Linked DNA regions of Mus musculus: region 2 is linked to region 1. A link is a contact called in public Hi-C data. All regions are on one chromosome and are shown on one strand. The core of a region is the stretch at or near the end of the contact, and the rest is flanking DNA. Distances in the headings are between cores, read along the strand shown. Region 1 holds the start of Fndc10 (fibronectin type III domain containing 10). Region 2 overlaps Prkcz (protein kinase C, zeta).

The links. A called contact is a pair of places that touch in the nucleus more often than the background predicts.
Region 2: a contact with region 1 is called in a Hi-C map of uterus, with 3 times the contacts expected there. The contact joins the enhancer-like site here to the promoter of Fndc10 in region 1. A contact is called at or near these places in 1 of 39 promoter capture datasets (second pharyngeal arch cranial neural crest), 12 of 484 Hi-C or Micro-C datasets (B cells, the C10 cell line, the G1E-ER4 cell line and 7 more) and 3 of 115 datasets of contacts at active chromatin or transcription factors (the HPC-7 cell line, embryonic stem cells and memory CD8 T cells).

The regions. Positions count from the first base shown.
Region 1 is chr4:155,692,030-155,695,957 of GRCm38.p6, forward strand. Fndc10 (fibronectin type III domain containing 10) reads left to right here and starts at 2,313. Exons shown (of 1, transcript NM_178699.4): 1 at 2,313-3,928. The coding sequence starts at 2,472. The coding sequence ends at 3,143.
Region 2 is chr4:155,306,560-155,310,487 of GRCm38.p6, forward strand. The region is part of intron 4 of Prkcz (protein kinase C, zeta); the gene reads right to left. Among named protein-coding and RNA genes, the nearest start is that of Prkcz, 53 kb to the right of the region's middle. Within about 2 kb of position 1,737, at least 100 of the 459 cell types and tissues checked have an H3K27ac peak or open chromatin away from gene starts, as enhancers often do. A contact at or near this core is called in the HL-1 cell line, the HPC-7 cell line, the N1E-115 cell line and 2 more, where this site is marked.

The DNA.
Region 1 (3,928 bases), core at 1,063-3,562:
TTTCAATTAATTTTTTTTAAAGATTTATTTATTTTATGCATATGAGTACACTGTCGCTGTCTTCAGACATACCAGAAGAGGGCATCGAATCCCATTAAAGATGGTTGTGAGCCACTATGTGGTTGCTGGAAATTGAACTCAGGACCTCTAGAAAGCTTTCTCTTACATGAAAGGAAGCTGATCAAGTGCCACCCTGACCAGGAAAAGGCCAGAATTTGTGAGCCCCACCCCCAGCCCCACTGGAAAGCCCCTTGCCCTAGGACAAATTTGAAGCATGGGTGAAGTCAGACCTAGGGCAGGGCTATGGCTAGTGTGTTTTCAACTCAGATCACTGTTCAACAGGGTCCCTGTGAATAGACACCATGACTGCAGCAACCTTTATAAAAGAAAGCATTTAATTGGGGCTTGCTTACAGATCCAGAAGTTCAGTCCATTATCATCTTGGTGGGACGCATGGTGGCAACACAGGCCGATGTGGTGCTGGAGAGACAATTGAGAGTACCACATCTAGATCAGGCTTAGAGAGAACACTGGGACTGGCTTGGGCTTTTGAAACTTTAGAGCCCACCTCTAGTGGCACACTTCCTTCAGCAAGGCCACACCCACTCCAACAAGGCCACACCCACTCCAACAAGGCCACACCCACTCCAACAAGGCCACACCTCCTAGTAGTAAGATTGAGCATCTAGCTGTCTTCCATCCAAAGATACCACATTATGTTGTCTTGCCCATTTTCCGTACCAATATTTCCAACTAATACCTGCAAGCCAACTGAAAGAAGGTCTGGATAATTCTGGACATGACCTACAGGAATTTCTGGGCACATTTACAATGATGAGTCTGCACTCTGCCCAGTTTAAGGGAAAGGTAGGAATAGGGTGGGGGCAGGAAGTATATCTCTTGAAACCCCTGCCCTCCACTGAGGACGGAGATCTTATTAGACTCTACAAATTGGAGAGGCTTGGTGTCGTGATTGGATCCTTCCAAGTTAGTCATGAGGTGCACAATGGCTGCATAGAGGCTTCTGATACTGAACTCAGGCTCAGTTACCGCTTGGGGTTTTCAGGATGACTAGGATAAGGGCTGTAGGTGTGTGGAAACACCATAGTCTACAGACACAGGAGGTAGGACCTAGAGAACACTGCAGCCCGCACACCCTCCGTTTCCTTTCCTGGCTAAGGTCACCTCAAAGGACAGTACGTACAGTAGGGTGAGACCACACTCGCCTCCCTTTTCAGTGCACCGTTGATCCTTAGCAGCAGAGCTTTTAGGCACTAGCTGGTTCTGGCTGCACCCCCTACTTAGCGCAGGCAGGGCAGGCAGGGCAGTCTCTTCAGGTGTCCTTTGGCCCTGACTCTGTTTGGTGACCGTGCAGGGGTGAGAATTCAGTGGTTCTGCCCGTCCCCCTGTGTCTCCTTGCTTGGTTGTTTTGTGTTTTTTGAGACTAGTCTCAAGTAGTCAAGGAGACCTTTGATCTTGCTGATTTAGGGCACCATAACTGGCTTGGTTTGATTTTATTTTATTTTTTTGTTTTCATTTTGAGGGTCTCACTAAATTGCCCAGGTTGACCCCAAACTCATTTGGTAGCCCAGGTAGGCTATTCTCTTTTCCCACTTCTTTAGAGATGTATTTATTTTACGTATATAAGTGCTCTCTCTATACATATATATAAGTGTGTGCACCTGTGTGCCATCAGATCCCATTATAGATGGTTGTGAGCCACCATGTGGTTGCTGGGAATTTAATCCACAACTTCAGGAAGAGCAGCCAGTGCTCTTAACCACTGGGCCATCTCTCCTGCCCGGGTGGGCTAGTTCTTAAGTAGCTTGGATTCTATCGGCCTGACTCGGGGTGGCTTTTTGTGGGGTCGTTTTCATTGTCTGGTCCTGAGCCTCTTCAAGAGCCAATGACGAGAAGGAACAATGAGATAGAGGAGATCTGCCTGCAACATCTCTTCAGGAGTGCAGAATAATCAATTTTCACCAAGTCAAAACCTTGGCCTCAGATTTTCCTCCCTAGTGGATGCCATCTACTCCAAAGATCCAGGATCTCAGAGTGAAGTTACATTTCAGTCCCTTTGTCCATCCTCTTGGTCAGAGCGGGCAGGACGCTCTCGGTGGCCACGAGGGGCCAGCACCGGATAGAGGGACCGTCCGGAGTTCTCATCAATTGTGGCAAGGGCCTGTCCCAGGACCACCGTTCAACACCCGCCTGTGCTAGGTAGACTTTCTCATGCCCGTGGGACGCGGCCCAGAGAGGGTTAAGGGGGCGGGACGTGGGGCAGCCCCGCCTTTGCCGCTGGGTCCGAGCGCGCACCGGGCCTGGGCGTGAAGCGGGTCGGAGCGGGTGGCGGCGGAGGGCGCTGCGTGGGGGGAGCGCGGCAGCGGCTGCGGCGGCGCGGCCCGCGTGACCCTCCGCCGCGCCCCGTGCGCTCGCGAGCCCGCGCCCCGCCGCGCCGGCCTAGCCGCAGGATGCGCGCTCCGCCGCTGCTGCTGCTGCTGGCTGCATGCGCGCCACCGTCAGGCGCCGCTGTGGACCCGACGCCGCCGGGCTGGGAGCCGGCCCCCGACGCGCCCTGGTGCCCCTACAAGGTGCTGTCCGAGGGCCCAGAGACGGGCGGTGGGCGCCTGTGCTTTCGCAGCCCCGTTCGGGGTTTCCGCTGCCAGACGCCGGGCTGCGAAACGTTGGCCTCGGCGGGTGGCTCGCTGCGCGCCCACGTCCTGCGCAATCGCAGCGTGCTGCTGCAGTGGCGCCTGGCTCCTGCAGAGGCGCGCCGCGTGCGCGTCTTCGCGCTAAACTGCTCGTGGCGTGGCACCTATACGCGCTTCCCTTGCGATCGCGTGCTTTTGGGTGCCTCTTGCCGCGACTACCTGCTACCGGACGTGCACGACAGCGTGCGCTACCGCTTGTGCCTGCAGCAGCTGCCGCTGCGCGCCGAGGTCGCCGTCGTCCCGCCAGAGCTGGCCGAGTGCGTGGAGTTCACCGCCGAACCGGCAGCTATGCAGGAGATCGTGGTGGCCATGACGGCGGTAGGCGGCTCCATCTGTGTCATGCTGGTGGTCATCTGCCTGCTGGTGGCCTACATCACCGAGAACCTCATGCACCCGACCTTCCGGCGACCCAGTCTGCGCAGGCAGCCCTGAAGCGCAAGGCGACCCGCCCACCTGGGTTCCATCTGCCAAGTGCGCTGAGACCCTAAGGCCCTCTCTCTGCTTTTCTCTCATTCCCTCTCCCTCTTTAGGATCCCCATGGAGGGCCTAATGGAAACTAGCCCATGCAGGGACCTTGGCATCATCCCACGACCTTGCCAGCCCCAGATGGGTATCTGCCTTCCAGACTCAGGCCTCAGACTGGCCCATAGGCCTGGGCTAGAGTGTCAATGGCAGCCAGGGGTCTTCTCCATCTCCAGAGGCCTTTATAGAGCCGGCCAGAATATACATTCCCTTCTGGCAAAAACCACTGGCACCCAGGATCATGAACCTGAACTTTCATCCTGTGCCAGGTTGTCAAAGCTTGGCCGTGATTGTTGCTTGGTCACTTTGTACTTTGCAGATTGGGAGGAGTGACCTCTGGAGCCTGTACCCACCCCACCTTACCCCAGTGGGCTTAGGTTAGCTTTGTGCCTTAGTATCTCTGACCCACTGCAGGAGCCACCCATCATCCCTCAGCTGTCCATGGGGACTGTGGCCCTGTGGCTGTCTGGCTTATGCATGCTTCAGGTCAGAGTCCCATTGAGGACACACCATCTTTGAGACTTCCAGGAGCCTGGGGCAAGGGTTCACAGGCCCTGTTTTGTCTTCCTTTGTGGGTGTCCGAGAAGCCAAGAGCCATGATGTAGCTCAGCAGGCTGGGCCCAGTGTCCAGCTGCTGCACCCAGGGGTGAGTGTCCTCCACCTCAGGAGGCTGGGGATTCACCCTTTCCTCTTGC
Region 2 (3,928 bases), core at 487-2,986, 390 kb before region 1:
CTTAGGGACTTTCCCATCCCATCTCAAACTTCCTGCTTCTCAACACTGATCCATCTTCCAGATGAAAGTAAGGCTTACACATGTCATGCTTTCGAAGGTAAATGAAGAATAACAGGGAAATCATAGAAACAGGCCTGGGTAGAGAGGTACGGGAACTGCAACCGTGGGAAGCTATGGCCGCGTGGGAGACGGGCTGTTTGTGAGCAAGGGGAGCAGGCAAGGTTCCCACGTGGGTTTTCCACCCTTTCAGCTGCCCCGTTCTGTGCCCTGGGTGTGTCCCTCTGCAACCACAACACACCAGAGGATGTAGAAAAACATGCAGCAAAGAGACAGCCAAACAGAGGAGAAGCCCCAGTCCCCTTGTCTGCAGGGGGCATCCTTGGTGCATCAGAGATGTGTGAGAAGCTCACACACTGCTGCTGCTCAGAGGAAGACGGGGGTGGGGGTGGGGTAGGGGGAAAACTGGCCATGAGACAGTGTCCCTGGTGCGATGCATGAGCCTCAGTGGGGATTCACCCAGGTCACGCCGGCCAACCGTAGTAAAGGGACCCAGATACCGGTGTGAGGAGGAAGATAAGATGTGAAGCCAGGCGTGGTGGCTCACACCCACGACCCCGACACTTCATTAGCTGAGACAGGAGGACTGCCACCAGTCCAAGGTCAGCCTGGCCTGCATAGCAAGACTTCATCTAAAACAAACCAAAACAGAGGAAGAGAGGGAAACAGAAACAGGGGGAACGGCATGCACAGAATACACTATGCACGTGTTTGAAAGCGTTGTAGTGAAGTCCATTACTATGTACAACTGATATGTGCTATGGAAAACATTCAAAAGGCTAAGAAACAAACTGAACCCGGGCTGGTCAGTTCCTATTGGGAGTCAGACTTCTAGCCTCAACTTCCTTTTTGGGCAGAACACAGGAAAGAGGCCCCTTCCTGGGAGTGTGTGCTTACTGTCTATTCCATGGGCACAGGTCCTGGTAGTCCCACCTACTCCAGCCTTGAGATTGTTCATTTAATACCTATACTAAGCAACAGAAATGTATTCTAGTGATATCAGTGACAAGAGAGAGACAGAGACAGAGAGACAGGGAGAGACAGAGAGAGACAGAGAGACAAGGAGAGAGAGACAGGCAGACAGACAGACACACTCTGACTGCTGGTTAGGCTGTGGTGGGTCACCTTGGATGCTCACACACTGAGTGGGACCAAAAGGAGGCAGGGTAAGTCTGGGTCACCTTGTGGCTACTGCTCATGGCCAGCTACAACCACCACCCATCAGTGCCATCTGCATCTATCCATCACAACACCGAAACGTCATCAGTACCCTCACTCCTGGGTTCAACGGCCGTGTCACACACGAAAATCTGTGAGGTACTTTGTGTCACAGGGAAAAGGACAAGGGGCTTGGAGCTTGTTTCTCAGGTGCCTGGTGAGCACATACAGGACCCGTGACCTCTGATGGAAACCAGGCACTGAGGTTCCTGGGTCTCAGGTGGGCAGGAAGATACCAGATCCTCCCCAGCAGCCAGACACGGCAGACAGGCTCTGTGAAGTACTACAGTGAAGCCTACGGGAAGCTGTGCTGCCATCTGGGGGAGCGGTGAAATAAATCCCACAACAGCTGCTCCGTGGTTCCCAGGGAAGGAAAGAGAAAGACTCACACTGGTGTGAGGCAGGGGCAGCTCTTTCCGGAGGGAAAACTGTCCACGTGGACAGCGATGCTCTGGCTGGATCTCGGGGGCCCTCTGCTGGATGAAACGCCTTAACAGGGTTTCTGAAGGTGCCCGGACAAACCTCACACAGTCTCTCTCTCTGCCCGTGCCTGAGCCTCTCACAGAGAACAGGATCAGAAGGCAGGCAGGCAGAGGAGGACTAAGGGACCTGACAGCTTGCTATGTAACAGTGGCCACACAGGTTCTGGGGATGCATAAACTTGATGCTATCCCTTTATCTACCAGAAACAGACAGGGCTGTGGAAGAGGGGCTGCCTATGGGTCCCAGGAGCCCCAGGAACCCTAGGAGACCAAGAATCCTTTCCTGACCAGTAAACATTAAGAAGAATGGCCCTGGGAGACCTGGAAAAAGTCCAGCACATGCCAACCATTGCACTAGTTGATGCAAAGACTCAAGTACACTATGATACAAATTGAGAGGGCCAGCTGGAAGGTTGACCAGTAGTTTTCTTTTTATTGATTTAATGGGAAGACATCAACTTCCAAGTAATTCAGTTGCCATGGACTCGTGCTAAGTACGGCTCCTGTCGATGGAGGAAACGCGCACACAGCAAGTGGATCACTGCCCACCTCCCCCACGGTCAGTGGACTGGATTAAGTCCTTAGATCTGAGGGCCAAGGCTAGAGCTCAGGAGCTAGAATCTGCAGGACTCGACGAAGCCAGCAATGGACAGAACACAGGGCACAGAGGCTACTATCGAGAGCTCGATTGGAGGCATGCTATGAATGTAACTTGCTGTGGAGAACCACGGAAGGGAAACGTGTGGCTTCTACCAGTCTAAGCCTCCAGCCAAGGGTGAGTGAGGAAAGCTGGAGAAACCAAAGCCACACTGGAGGAAAGTGACCGTGGGGGCAGGCTGGGCCTTCCTGATTCTTTAGGGCCTATATGGAAAACATGGGCTGGGGCTCAGTGCTTGGATATCTGACTGGAGACAGGAACAGCAGCTCAGGTAACTAAGACAAGAGATGGATGTAGAGATCTGTCTCTACCATGTGGGCACCAAAGGCCGCTTTCTTCCACAACAGACACTCTTCCTCAGATAGCTCCAGAGGCTACCTGGAGCTGGGTTGAGTTCAGGTGAGGCCTGTCCCTGGCTTGGGGATGACTGCACCTATGTCCTTCATAGTGGGGTGTTAGATGAGCACAGCCTCTCAAGGTCTCTCTTGGTAGGGACGCCAACCTCCTTACATTACCCACATCACCTCCAAAGCCTCATGACCTCTCTCTCTGAAGATACTGTAGGTTGAAATATGTTTGGCACACCTGACTCAGCAAACTCAGGTAGGGATTCAAAGCTGGGTGAGAAAAGGCTGCATAACGGGAGCCTAAACTGAACTGGAAACGCACACTGCACAAACAAAGCCCGGATAACTACTTGTCAGCAAATCTGCGGTTTTGGAAAAAAAAAAAATCACTAACAAGGGTATTTCAGGCAGAGGGAAAATTGTCACAGCTAGGCGAGGTGAGACGGAGCACGCTGGAGGGGCTGTGGGGGCGCATAGGTGCAGTCCATGGGAGGTTATGGAAAGATTATGTGAAAATACTGTGGTGTCTCATACATGGGACCTGAGCACCTGCAGATTTGGATGTCCGGGTGGTGGGAGTTAGAGAAAAATCCCCAAAATAAACTATATAGACAGTAGGTGGAGGGGAGCTAGAAAAAAAATCCCCCAAAATAGACTATACAGACAGTAAGTTTCCCTTCACCACCACACACACAGCAACCTCAATAGCTGTTCTTTTTTTTTTTTTAAACGATTTATTTATTTATTTATTGTAAGTACACTGTAGCTGTCCTCAGACATTCCAGAAGAGGGAGTCAGATCTCGTTACGGATGGTTGTGAGCCACCATGTGGTTGCTGGGATTTGAACTCCTGACCTTCGGAAGAGCAGTCGGGTGCTCTTACCCACTGAGCCATCTCACCAGCCCAATAGCTGTTCTTTTACAGGGCAACTGAGGCTTCAGGTAAGAGGGTTTTAAAGATATATAACACTTTCTAGCTCACAATGGGCCCACTTAGGACTTTTTGACTTTACAGAGTGAGATCAACACAAATCCAGCAGGAAATCTGGTTTGAACTTAGTATGTTTCCCTGGCTAATGGGTGGGGACGACTGTTACAACGCTCGACGTGGCAGAGAGCAACAGTTTCCAGTCTACCTGAGCTCATGGGCTCAACAAACGAAGAAG